Linked DNA regions of Zea mays: region 1 is linked to region 2. Evidence: chromatin contacts called from public Hi-C data. All regions are on one chromosome and are shown on one strand. The core of a region is the stretch at or near the end of the contact, and the rest is flanking DNA. Distances in the headings are between cores, read along the strand shown. Region 1 holds the start of LOC100502425. Region 2 has its middle 31 kb from the start of LOC100384097.

Region 1 (6,965 bases), core at 181-2,680, 130 kb after region 2:
GGCAACCCCCAGTCGGCTGCCTGTGAAGGCCGCGTTATCTACGTTTCTTTTCCGCACTTTGATTTATTGTAAGAACTATATGGACGTCTCAGACGTATGATGTAATCGACTATTTCCCTTATTAATACTATTTTGAGCACTGTGTGATGATGTCCATATTATGTAACTGCTGTGTACGTGAATAACTGATCCTGGCACGTACATGGTTCGCATTCGGTTTGCCTTTTAAAACCGGGTGTGACACTATCCCTACAAATTTGTCTTAACTACATGTCCATAACTTGGAGGGAGACACCTAGACTGGAGAATGGATAGATCAACCCTGTCAAGGAAGGATAAGATACAAACCCGATCTATAGATGAGTCAAAATCCGCTAGTTGGGATGGAATCTTTCTGTACTCCAACCTTTCTTACCCCTAACTACCCTTGCTCTAACCATCCCTTATCCTACTTATCATATGGCTAGACACAAAAGATACCTATGATTTTCTAACCACCTTCTAACGGAGGATAAAAAACTTTCTAAATTTTGATCCAACTAGAAACAAAAAAGAAGAAAAGGCGCTAATTGCAAACCTTCCTACATCCTTCCCTTACTATGTACGAATCTCGAGGACATAATTCTCTTTAAGGGGTAGAATTTGTAACACCTGAAAAATCCTATGAAGATCTTTTAGTAAAAAACCCCCACAAAATTTTGAGATAGAGTATCTTTCAAATATTCTCTTTACCTTTGAAGCTACATCACCTACATTAAATATGTTCATAATAAAGATTTAAATAAAATAGTCTCTAAATGAGTATAGTCATGCATTGTTGAATTACGTATGTGTAAGCGCTCTCTTAAGTATTTTTTTCACTAGAGATTATTTTAGGGTGTATGAATTGCATATTTAAAAGTATTTGCTTAAATAGGACAACAAATAAACAAGTAAATTAATAAATAAATTGGAATGACTTAGCATTCATGCTGGATTTTTGTTTGTGCATTAAATTTGAAATGAAATTCAACAGGAGAAAACAAATCTAATTTTGAAACTTAGAATTGAATAGAAATTTAGAAAACTGAAATAGAAAAAAGGAAAAATAAGAAAAATCATACTTAGGTCGTTTTCCTTTTCTTGGCCCTATTCACCATTCGCTAGCCCAGCTCTCGGCAGGCCCGAAGCCCATTTCCCCACCAGCCCGGCCAATGGGCGCCGATAGGTCGGTCTTAGTGGACAGACTCGCGCGCCTCCCTTCGCTCGTTGATCTGTGGGCCCGTTCGTCGCGATCACTACCGCTGGGACCCACCACCCTGTAACCCTAACCCATCTTCCACGCACGCGTAACTGGGTTGTTGCAACCACCCATCGACTAGGGCCCCTCTGTCCCTATATACGGCGCCCCATCGTGCCTCAATCCAAGCACTGAGTCGCACCCCCGTCGTGGAAAGGGAACAACATCGCCCCCAACACCGAGAGAGATAGGGGGATCTGCCGCACGAGCATCCTGCAGGGATCACCGCTCTGGGCTGGACAGATGGTCAAGGCAAGTCTCCAGAGCACGTACGTTCGTGACCTCATATGGTGAGGTTGGTGGATGGGAGCATGGTTGTTTCTCACCGAAGTTTCCCTCCGCCAAGGAAAGCCCCCTGCCGCGGGCCGGCGTTGCTGCTTCACCACTGTCGGTGAGTCCTCCTTCCACGTGTTCGCCATCAACTCCTCAGCACGTAGTCGTGATAGATTTGGAATAGGAGCACCAGGGCGTGGAATTAGTGTACGCCGGCGGGAGAACCGCCGTGGGGCTCGCTTCTGCCGCCGCGGTGGTGTCGTGGGAAGAAGTGAGGATACCAGCCATTGATCCCTTCGCGGACGGATGAGATTATAACATAGTCTTCTGCTTCGATCGATTAGATCCGGGGCGTTGAATCGGGAACCGGTGGTTGAGATTAGAACGTCTTCATACCCTTTCACGTTTTTAATCCAGACCACATATCTGCTATCTGATGGCCCAGGCGCGATCGGATAAGATGGTCGTGTGAGTTTTATTAGCCCCTAGGTTTTGTCTTATTCGACCCGCGGTCTGGGTATGGTCTGGGTATGCATAAAGAATAGAACAAATAGGTCCAAGTATTTTCAAAACAGACCCTGTACTTTTTAGAAATAGAACCCACCATCCTACTATTGATTAAATGGATAAAATAAGTCAAAGGAAATTCAGAAAAAAACTTTAATAATGATTTTCAAGAGTAAAATTAATATAAGAAATACCTATACACTTAGAAAATTCATAACTTATACATTGTAACTCGGATTTTAGTGGTTCTCTAACCTACGATCTCATAGCGACGTGTAGAATATTTTTACACAGTCTATTCTCATGTATGATGTAATGTTAATTTTACCTATTCCTTGTCTATCTATGTGTATTGGTACGAGTAGAACCGAGATCATGTAAAGCCCAAAATATATATAAGGGAAAAATAATAAAATAAATAAATGAACATGTTTATAAGTGGGTGTTTTGGGATTATGGAACCTTTGGAGATTATTTGGTTTTCTTTTATTTATGTATATTTAATTAGTGGAATTATATTGGTCAAATAACAAAGAAATAAATACAGAATTATGCTAAAGTTTTTGTATTTTTGCATTTGTATTCAAATTTATGAGACAAGTTTAACTTTAAAAAAAATGGAAAGAGAAACAAGAAAGAGAATGAAATAGAAATGGAAAAAGAATAGACATTACAAAGAAAAATATATATAAATAATTATAATTCTTCATGCTAGCACTTTATTTATGCACTTGATTTCTATGACAAATTTGAATTCAAATATCAGATTTTGAAAACAAAACAAGAAAATAGAAACAAATAAAGAAAAAGAAAAAGAAAAGGAAAAGGAAAAGGAAAAGGAAAACAGACTTTGGCCTCAAACCCTAGCATACGACCCAACTAACCATCTCTTTTTTCCACCGTGCAGCCCACTTAACACACCCACGCGACCTAGCACGGACAGATGGGCCCAGGTCACCAGCGCCTCATCTGATCCGCGCGCGGAGCTGCGTTCACCGGTGTGACGCTGGCGCGTGGGGCCATCTCGTCGGTTCCATCTCCTACCCTATATTGAACTCGTCCTGTCTATTACGAAGGAGCCGGAGCGAACATCGCACCAAGATACAGTCTGATACCTGTGATGCTTGCCTAGGATCCCTCACGGGGTATAAAACTAAGCCATTCTCACGCCCGACCCTCCCTCAAACCTAAACGTCGAGACTGCGTCGTCGGTGATGGGTGCGAGCGAGAGAGATTGGCGCCGCTTGGCGCCGAAGGGCTGGGTGACCCGCTGTCCGCCGCCGATCTCTGCCCGTGCGCCCGCTGCCCGGGGGACTTCATCATGGGGTCAGGAAGAGTCACCAGAGCCAGTGGTACATGCACGTGGGGTGTTGTATGTGCGACATCGACCGGCAACAGAGGAATTGCTCGTTGTCGCTTGATGTTGCCGTAAATCCGCCTCACAACGTGGAACTTCTCCTGGTAAGCCGGTCTGGGCGTGTGGGCTAGTCAGGGGGCTTCACGGACTCTCATTGTTGGAGTTCAGGGTCGTATGGGTCGCGATGGTGCTCTGTGGCCCCACCAATTGCTCGCCGATGCCGAGCAGGCGCCACCGGACCGCCGTGTGCATGGATAGCTCACCACTCCATCTTTGCCTCAGGTAAATAACAATCCAATGCTTTACCCATGTCTGGAGCATCGTGTAGAACCATTCTGGGTTGTGGATTGAGCACCAGGGCGCCGAGTAGGACGTCTGTGGCGAAAACCCCATCGTGGGGGCCTACGCGCCGCCATCCTGCAATGGTGAGGGAGAAGAAAGCTTTCTAGCCGTTGATTCCTTGATGTGCGGCTAGGATCATATCGCTCGCATATCCTTTCGTGTATTCTACGATATCCGTTAAGATCTGATCAGATGGTTGAGAGGGGTTGTTTGTATGGAGCATTGCAGGCCGTGCATCTTAGATCGTACTATCCACGTCGCTTACCGATTCATAAAATATCCCGATCTAATCTGAACCCTTGAATCGCGATCGCACGGTCTGGTTGATCGATACCCTTTCGGTCGTATCCTTTTTGCATAAGAGCCCCTGAGATTTCTGAGAATCAACCCGCCGTCCTGATGCAGTGGTAGAAAATTTAATCTATGCCCCTAAAACTTGTAGTTTGGCCCCTGATCTCTTAAAGAATGGCACCCTCAGTCTAGGACTTATAGAATTTAGTAAAATAAATCCGAAAATGGAATTTTAGTATAAAAATAAGTCTGGAAACCTTAGAAACTCATAACTCCTTTATTTTAACTCCTTTTTGATCCATTCCAGTTGCATTAATCTCATATTAATATTGTTTATCATATAGTAACCTTGTATTACCATGAAATCTATGATTAAAATCTTGTACCTTTGCTTTATAGTAGACACTTAAACTTTCGGAAAATCATAACTTTATGACCGTAACTCCGAATTTAGTGGTTCTCGAACCGGTGATCTCGTTACGTTGCGTAGAACATTATTATGCATTATGTTCTTATGTTTAGTGTGATGTTAATTTTTCTTATACCATGTTTGTTTGTATTGCTACGAATAGCTGCGAGGTTACGAGTCACTTGAAGACCAAGTTGGTACCTGAGAATCTTGAGTCTAAGGCAAATTGTGCCCTTGATCACTTTTCTCCTTACCCAATAATGTTCGTGTTAATCAGTGTGACATGCTTAGGTTAATTTGATGGAACCTAATAGGTTTCCCTAGATTTGTTTATCCCACACCTTGTTTACCACTGAACTTTTGGGTAGTTTTGCTATTGCTCTACCTGGTTTTGGGATTAATTTTACATTATGATCATGTTCTAGTTATGTTATTGTTTTAATTATTGTTCATGACAAGATCATTGTGTTAATTGGAACATGGAGCTTAACTTGAGATATCCGTGCTACCACAAGGGTGGAATGGGACGCCCTCGGCTGACTAATTAAAAAGGTAGTAGAGGACTACCTTACCCAAAAGGGGCAATGGCGGTAGAGGAGCTGCGTATAGGGAAGTTCTCGGGTCGATCATGCTACGATGGCTTTTCGGACGAGAGATGCCTATACTGCCTTTCTCAAAAACCGTAGCGGGTTTTCTGAAGCTAGTGGAACTTTGTAAAGGTCTCATAGTGGATCCCTAGCCATTCACCTCGGAAGTGTCTAAGGGCCTTACAAACCCTGGCTAGACGGGATACACGACTTGTGGGTAAAGGGCGCAACCTCTGCAGAGTGTAAAACTGGTATATCAGTCGTGCTCACGGTTAAGAGCGACTTAGGACTCTCGCATGATTAATTTATGGAACTAAACTTAATTTGTCATATGCATTGCATTGTGGGTGTTGTTATTAATTTTGATCTCATAATTATTTGGGTTGGTATCTACTTTTGCTTAGTAACTGCTAATAAAATTTTGACCAACTCTAAAAGCAATGCTCAGCTTTAACCATATCCTTTGGTAAGTCTTACACTTCATATGAGCCCCCACCTTTGGTGAGTTCATGCACATTATTCCCCACAACATGTTGAGCGATGAACGCATGAATGATGTCGCGATGATGTTCGTGAGAGGTCTAGGTCGTCGTCTCCCAGTCAACTATGGCTGCTGGATCGTTGTCTTCATATGATATAATTATTTAATTATTTTGTACACAATTCCCATATATATTAAAGATTTGACATTTGTTTATTTACCATGAGTCATCATACAGTTGGTGAAGTTCACGCCCGGGTTTGGTGCCCCTAAAACCCGGGTGTGATAGGTCATGAAGTACCTAAAGACCAAATTGGAGAAGTACCTGGAGTTGTACCAAAGGATTGTTGTGCCCTTGATCACTTTTCTTTACTTGATAATCTTCTCGATAATCATTGTGACATGCTCAGGTTAACTTGATGGGACCTAATAGGTTACCCTAGTATTGTTCACCCTACACCTTGCAAACAAATGAACTATTGGGTAGTCTTGCTATTGCCATACCTGATTTTAGAATTAATATTATATCTTAATTATGATCATGCTCCATTATTATTGTTGGTTTAACTATTGTTCATGATAAGATTATCGTGTTAATTGGAACATGGAGTGACCATGTCACACCTGGTTTTAGAAGGCAAACCGAATGCGAACCATGTACGCGCCAGGATCAGCAATTCACGCACACAACAGTTACATAACCGGACATCATCACATAGTGCTCGAATAATAACATAAAAGATAGTAATAGTCGATTACACCATGATGTCCGAGACATCCACATAGTCTTTAACAATTATCAAAGTGCGAAAACAAAACGTAGATACACACGGCCTTCACAGGCAGCCGACTGGGGGTTTGCCGCTAACTCACGCCTAGAACTCATCGTACTTTTGGAACTCCTGGAGGTCTTCCTCCATGACTTCATCTTCTCCTGAGTAGTGGTAGCAACGTGGACAACCTGTGGGTTTGGTGTGTAAAGCAAGGGTGAGTACACATCAACATACTCAGCAATTGTCCTATTTGGCTGTAGTGGACTAGCTTTATGTGGGGTTAAGTCAAGCAGTTGCTTTTAGTTGGTCAGGTTATTATTACTAGTAGAGAGCTAGGTTCTAGCATTAGCCCAAGTTGTTAACTCAAAAGTACCCTTTCCAGACGGAAAGAATACTAGAAACCATTACCATAAGCATAATCAAAATCATCATCCTTGTCATCACCTGTAAACCAAACATCTCTGATCAATGTATCTCTAATCAATAGAGCTCCCTTGGCCGCTCATAACCACGAGCACGGCTGATATATCAGTTTCATAACACTTTGCAGAGGTTGCGCACTTTACCCACAAGCCGTGATTCCCTTTTGCCTTGGGCCGATCAAACCCTTAAACACTACCAAGGTGAATAGGCAGGGTTTCACTACATAGCCTTTACAAAGATTCC
Region 2 (7,385 bases), core at 2,913-5,412:
ATGATTTTAGTACCTAAGAAAGATGGATCTTGGAGGATGTGTGTTGATTGTAGAGCTATAAATAATATTACCATTCGCTATCGTCATCCTATTCCATGGCTAGAAGACATGCTTGATGAATTAAGTGGTTCCACAATTTTTACTAAAATTGATTTGAGAAGTGGATACCATCAAATAAGAATGAAAACTGGAGATGAATGGAAGACTACATTTAAAACAAAATTTGGGTTGTATGAATGGTTAGTGATGCCTTTTGGGTTGACTAATGCTCCTAGTACTTTTATGATATTAATGAACCATGGATTAAGAACTTTCATTGGAAAATTTGTTGTTGTCTACTTCGATGATATTCTAATTTACAGCAAGTCTTTTGATGAACATGTGAAACACATTTGGCAAGTTTTAGATGAGCTTAGAAAGGAGAAATTATTTGCTAATCTTGAGAAGTGCAGTTTTTGCACAGACCATGTTGTGTTTCTTGGCTTTGTTGTTTCAGCAAAAGGAATAGAGGTGGATGAATCCAAGGTGAAAGCAATCAAGGATTGGCCAGCTCCAACGAATGTAAGTCAAGTAAGAAGTTTTCTTGGTCTTGCTGGTTTTTATAGAAGATTTGTGCGAGATTTCAGTACCATCGCTTCCCCTTTAAATGATTTGACAAAGAAAAGTGTTGAATTTAAATGGGGAAACTCACAAGAAGATGCTTTTTAAGAATTGAAGAAACGTTTGACTGAAGCACCTGTACTTATTCTTCCTGATTTCACTAAAAGTTTTGAAGTAGAATGTGATGCTAGTGGGATTGGGATAGGAGGAGTTTTAATGCAACAAGGAAAACCTATAGCATATTTTAGTGAAAAATTGGGAGGTGCTCAATTAAATTATTCTGTGTATGATAAAGAATTGTATGCTTTGGTCCGAACGCTTGAAACATGGCCAAAAGAGTTTGTTATTCATTCCGATCATGAAGCTTTGAAGTATTTGAAAGGGCAAGCCAAACTGAACCGTTGCCATGCCAAATGGGTCGAGTTTATTGAAACATTTCCATACATTGTGAAATATAAGAAAGGTAAGGACAATGTAGTCGCTGATGCCTTGTCTCGAAGAAATGTGTTGTTGAATCAACTAGAGGTAAAAGTTTTGGGTCTTGAAAATTTGAAAGAAATGTATAATGATGATCCTGAATTTTCAGAACCATACAATCATTGTAAAGATGGAAAAGGTTGGGAAAAATATCATATACATGATGGATTTTTGTTTAGAGCTAACAAACTTTGTGTATCAAATTCTTCGGTTAGATTACTTTTATTGCAAGAGTCACATGGAGGAGGTCTAACAGGTCATTTTGGACAAAAGAAGACTTATGAACTGCTGAGTGATCATTTCTATTGGCCCAAGATGAGGAGAGACGTCATTAGATTTGTGGAGCGTTGTGTCACCTGTCACAAAGCTAAGTCAAAATTGAACCCTCATGGTTTATATACTCCTTTACCCGCTCCTAAAATTCCTTGGGAAGACATAAGCATGGATTTTATTTTAGGGCTGCCGATGACTCAAAAAAAGAGAGATTCTATTTTTGTTGTGGTTGATAGATTTTCAAAAATGGCTCATTTTATTCCATGCAACAAGAGCGACGATGCTTCACATGTTGCCAATTTGTTTTTCAGAGAAATCTTGAGGCTACATGGAGTGCCCAAGACCATCGTATCTGACCGTGATATGAAGTTTGTGAGCTATTTTTGGAAAACATTATGGGCAAAGCTTGGGACTAAACTTTTGTTCTCCACCACATGCCACCCCCGAACTGATGGACAAACTGAAGTGGTAAATCGTACATTGTCAATGCTGTTGCGAACAATGATAAAGAAGAACTTGAAGGATTGGGAGGAATGTTTGCCACACATGGAGTTTGCTTATAATAGGGAAAGAACCAATATGGAAGCTTCCAAGCGTGTTGCATACATTAAAAAGATACATGAGAAGACTAAGGAAACAATTGAGCTCAAAGCAGTGCGCAAGGCTGCAAGCATGAACAAGCATAGGAAGAAAGTGTTATTTGAACCGGGGGACTTAGTTTGGATTCACTTGCGCAAGGAGCGTTTTCCTGAGTAGCGCAAATCCAAATTGATGCCACGAGGGGATGGTCTATTTCGTGTTCTTGCCAAGATCAATGATAATGCATACAAGATAGATCTTCCACCAAGCTATGGCGTGAGCAACATATTCAATGTTGCTGACCTCTTACCATATACAAGTGAAGACACTTCAGAGTCGAGGACGACTCCTTTTCAAGGGGAGGAGGATGATACGACCACGCCATTAAGCAACACGTTACAACCCCCAAGTCATACTACATCAACTCAAGTACAACAAACATCATCACCAACCCGAGTCTTTGATGGACCAATTACACGTAGCCGAGATAAGAAGCTACAACAAGAGGTGCACGTGCTACTTTATGAATTTTAATTAAACACTAATGAGAACTTTATGCTACCTAAGTCGTGTATATTGATATTACTTAGGTTCACCAAAGAGGAAGGACAAAACATGTCAAAGGCGAATCAGCAAGAAGAGCTATGTCCGAGTCAGTCCAGCGCTACAGAACCATCCAGAAGAAACAGTCATATCTTTTGATTCCCAAAAGCTATGAAGGACCATAAGTACTTTTTGGAAATCTCTTGAAGTCTAGTTTCCAATGCTTTTAAGGCCGACTTAATCAAATCTACCAGAAAGGCAGCCGACCTACTTTAGTGCTGACTGGTCAAAAGGTCAACAGTCGGTTTGATAACCAAGTTTTCATATTAAACTGCATCATTCTACGAAGTTTCATTAAGCATGCTATACATGGTGAGAAAGCTTATCAAGTCAGCTTTCCAACACATCCAGCCCCACGTCATTTGAAGATTCCTAGAAGAAGTTATTGTCAAAATACTGAAGGCTGCGCAGAAGTCAAACAGACACACGGAAATCAACTCTGCAGATCTCCCGAAGAGGCTCCTTCACATTAGCACGTGAAAATACTTTTGTTTCATGTTTTACCTTGCTAAGGCTGGTTGTTACTAGTATAAATACCTCCTATGTCTATGATGTAAAGCAGCTTTTGATAATCTAAAACAGAACCCCTTTGTTCAGCTGTGTGCTAACAAATATTGAGAGTGATCTCTACCCCTTTGCTCTTGTGAATTCCTTCACGGGATTGCAGAAGCGGCGGCTTCATCCACTCCCAAGTGGTGCTTCTACTCCCTTCGAGGTCTCCTCGATTGATTGTAGGTTGTGTTGGTTGGTTCTTTGAGAGTGTGGTTGGGCGAATCCTCGATTCAGGTTGCCGGTTAAAGACGGTGGTTGGTTTCGAGTTTTATTTGTCAGGTTGCACTAGTTATCGCTGCTTGCAGCAAGTTATCTTAGCTTCTTCGAAGCTAGTTATCTGAAGATTTATCCTACGTCGTGAAGATCGGGCATTGTGACGCATCACATGGTATAGGTAAAATTAACATCATACCAAACATGAGTACAAACTATATAATAATAATGTACGCGTTGCTACGAGATCGTTGGTTCGAGAATCACTACAATCGGAGTCATGGTTGAAAAGGTATGGTTTTCAGAAGACCCATGCAGTTTAAGGAGTTAAAACTAGACCTTATGTTGATTTAATAGATCATGTGAGAAAATAATCTAAATAAATAATTAATTCAACTTTTAAGTTAAATTATAATATAATTAGGGATCATATTTTATCCAAACTATAATTATAAACAGATTAACTTTGATTTAGAGAGGTTAATATACTAAACATAGGTTAAATAAATATCTAACTATAAAAATATGAGATATGATATAACCAATGCTATTACAGCATAGTGAATATTTATACAAAGTTAGGCAAGTGGAACGGGTCAATTCAGAGTTAAAATGGATTTAATATGAATTATCTAAATTTCTATACATTTTTATATTTAATTTTTATACATTAAATAGTTTCCAGGACTAAACTGCAAAAGCCAGGGGCCTAACTGCTAAGTCATTCTATAGTGGAGGGATGGCGGGTTAATTCCTTAAAACATCAAGGGCTTTTTATAAATCTGCTCGGCGCGCTACAGGCGGAGGGGTACAGAGACTTTCAGGCCGTTGGATCTACATCCAGTGGTCTGGATTAGATCCAGCCCCCCGTGAATAGGTACGCTACAACAGCCACAGGATCGAGGATCGACGGTCTGTAACTAACAAAGGTCGAACCATTGATACCCATTCGATCCTGATCGGACGGATCATCGATCGTCTGGACGAAACGGTCCCCGACTTCAATCGTGGCCGCTCACGAGCTGATCAACGGCCGAGGCTTCGTCTTCCACAACCCACCTCAGCCACGGCGGCGGAGTCACCACCCCGGCGGTGCGCCCACCGGCAACATGGCCGATCGACCTCATTTGCCCAAACCCAAGCGCTAATTGGTGCAAACGGAAGAGACAGAGATGCAGAACCAAATGGAGACCTTCCTACCTGAAATAGTGGTGACAGCCGTGCTGCCGACGACACGGTGTGGATTGGTGAGCGCCGTCGTGCAATTGTCGGCGTCCCGACCACGGCCCACGCCTGACGAGGCCACATATATGTGCGGAGGGATCCTTCGCTGCCCCAGTACCACCTGTCGAGGCTGGAGGATCGCACATGGGCAGATCGATGGCGGCAGCGGCAATCTCTTCTCCCCGCACCCCCCATCCATGTGCCTACGGCACCAAGTTGTACACGGCTTCGGCTGGGTGGGGAGTCATAATCCTCGTGCTTTATAGAGTCGCGGCGGAATCCGGCCAGAGGAGATCACGGAGTGGGGGTCGGAGTTTCTTTCGAAGCTCACGATTGTTGCGGTCGAGTTTGTTGCGGCTTACAGTTGAAGATCCCACACGCGGGGCCCTTGTGTCGAACCATCAGTGCGTGCTCGTACGTGGTGGAAGGGGACTGAGCCGAGAAAGTTCGTGGCGAGATCATCGGGGGTTGTCGCATGCACGGTGCGCATGAGAAGTCCGCCAGTGCGCCCACCGGCATCTGTTTCAGTCCGTCCCAAGGAGGACGACGACCGCTAGGCCGGGTCCACCGTGCAGTGGCACAGGGTGCAACTCCTAATGCGCGTGGGTGGCGACCAGTGTAGGGGAGGGCCCATTTAGCGGGTTGGTGGTTCGGATTCGGCCCAGGTAAGCAGGTAGTGTTTTTTCTTTTTCTTTTCTTTTGTATTTTCCTTTCTTTTACTCATTTTCTGTTATATTAATTTATAAATTGAATTCAAATTTAATTCATGGTCCCTTTATTCAAATCAAATGCATCACATAAAAATATTCGCATGGGTGCAAAGTTTCTTTTACTTTTTTTGGTTAATGCCTCTAAATAAAATATTGATGAAGGGGTATTTTCTCACCATATAGGAAATCCTCCAATTTAATTTATTTTTCTGAGTTAATTTTTTTAAAAGTCTCGAATATATTTGAGTCATCTAAATTTGATACTTATATATCAATACTTAAATAAATAATTATAGTGTATCATTTGATGAAATGAATAATCGTTTAGTTGAATAGAAAACCTTTCTATTACTTCCTTTCTAAATTAATTCTTGGTTTCGAAATTCAATCCTCAACATTCAAAGCTCCAATATAATTTGGAATATCGAAATTTACTATTTTATTTCTTTATTTATTTATTCTATTATTATTGTTTTTATTTTTATTTTCTTATACAAATTTTGGGCTTTACACATGATCACCAAAATGGAATTGGTGGAAGGCGAGCTAGGGAGATTTGTCATGAAAAGGGGAGAGGAGCCAACTGAAACATACAACAGGCTCAGGTCCCTGGTGAACAAAATTAGAAGCTATGGGAGCACAAGATGGACGAATCGCGACGTCGTGCAACTAATGCTAAGGTCATTTACTGTAATTCTTGGGATATTAATCCCCATCTTATAAACCTTATTCGTGAAAACCCTAGGTACACCAAAATGTCGCTCGAGGAAATTCTCAGGAAATTTGTAAGCAGGCGCATGATTGTAACACCCTGAATTTAGGGGTATAAAATTTCTTTTCTAATATGCATCAAATTCAGGTGTTACCTTCTTTTTCCTATTTCTTTTTTGCTCCTTTATTCATTTTTTCCCAAGTATTAGGGAATGTTACTTTAAATATAGTTGCTAATATAAACCTACAGGAATTGATGTTGATGTATCATGCTGGAACATATGTTTTGATTGACGGATTTATTGAATATGCATCCACTTAGGTAGTGTTTGGTTGAGGAGCCAAGTAGAACGGAGCCGTTCTATCCCTGATTCTAAGAACGGAGCCGCTCTGTTCTGTGTTTGGTAATCTGGAACGGAGCAGCTCTGTTTTTTATTTGGTTGCAGAGTGAACGGAACGGAGCGTGATTGTAAGAGCGGGATGGGAACGGAGCGGCTCCGTCCGGTTGATCTTTTGGAGCGGAATGGTTCCGGATCTTAGGAGAATATTCCCTAATTGGAGTCATTCCGTTCTAGTTACTTTGTAACCAAACAACAACAAAACTGTGACAGAACGGCTCCGTTCTACTTGTCTGTTCAACCAAACACTACTTTAGTTTGTTTTTGCACTCGACGTTAAATTCAAATGATAGAAAAAGAAAATAAATAAAGAAAAGAGAAAGAGATAGGAAAACGAAAAGCCCACCTGACCGTAGCCATCATCGCGCATGGCGGCATGCGCAGATGCGCGCGCGCCCAGTGCCCACTCGCATGCGCCAACTGCCCCTCCAGGCCTCCACTCGTCTTGGTCTGGGAGCCAAGAAAGCAGCCATCGCACGCACCCACGTGGGCCACGTCCTTGCCCATCCCTGTCCCTCGGACGTAGGACGCCAGTTTGCGTCTCTCTCAACCTCACACCCTGGTCGGCGCGTCGTCCACCTCCGTGCCGCCCAACCGGCACCGCACAGCGCGCCTAGCCCTACCTCAGCCCCACCCCAGCCCCAGGTCACGACCAAGACCAGCGTCGCGCACCAGCCGCGGGCGAGGCTCGCCGCTTGACACGGCGCCTCTGCCCCGGCGTGCTCCCCTGCCTATGCAGCCAGCGCCCCCCGCCCAGCGCGACGTGCGCGTGTGCGCATTCCCCACTGCGCTGTGCGTAGTTGCCCGCCCGTCGTGCTGTTTCCTTCGGCCCCGCGCGCAGGCGCTCCGCGTACGTGCAGAGGAGTCTCCCGCGCGCACGCCGTCGAACACCTGCACCCGCGCACCGAAGCTCCGTTGAGCCACCATCTGCACCACCTTCGTTCGATCTCAGTCCAAGCCTCTGTAACGCCCTGAATTTGGGGGTAAAATTTTTTCTTCTTTTCTCTCACCAAATTCGGGCGTTACTCTCTTTTCTCTTTCCCCT

What was found. A called contact is a pair of places that touch in the nucleus more often than the background predicts.
Region 1: a contact with region 2 is called in a Hi-C map of leaf mesophyll, with 2.9 times the contacts expected there. The contact joins the promoter of LOC100502425 here to the enhancer-like site in region 2. A contact is called at or near these places in 7 of 25 Hi-C or Micro-C datasets (bundle sheath, ear, endosperm and 3 more).

Annotation. Positions count from the first base shown.
Region 1 is chr4:144,495,639-144,502,603 of Zm-B73-REFERENCE-NAM-5.0, forward strand. LOC100502425 reads left to right here and starts at 1,431. Exons shown (of 2, transcript NM_001196903.1): 1 at 1,431-1,670; 2 at 2,967-4,246. The coding sequence starts at 1,583. The coding sequence ends at 3,250.
Region 2 is chr4:144,361,144-144,368,528 of Zm-B73-REFERENCE-NAM-5.0, forward strand. No RefSeq gene overlaps it. Among protein-coding and RNA genes, the nearest start is that of LOC100384097, 31 kb to the left of the region's middle. Within about 2 kb of position 4,163, at least 18 of the 20 cell types and tissues checked have an H3K27ac peak or open chromatin away from gene starts, as enhancers often do. A contact at or near this core is called in bundle sheath, ear, endosperm and 3 more, where this site is marked.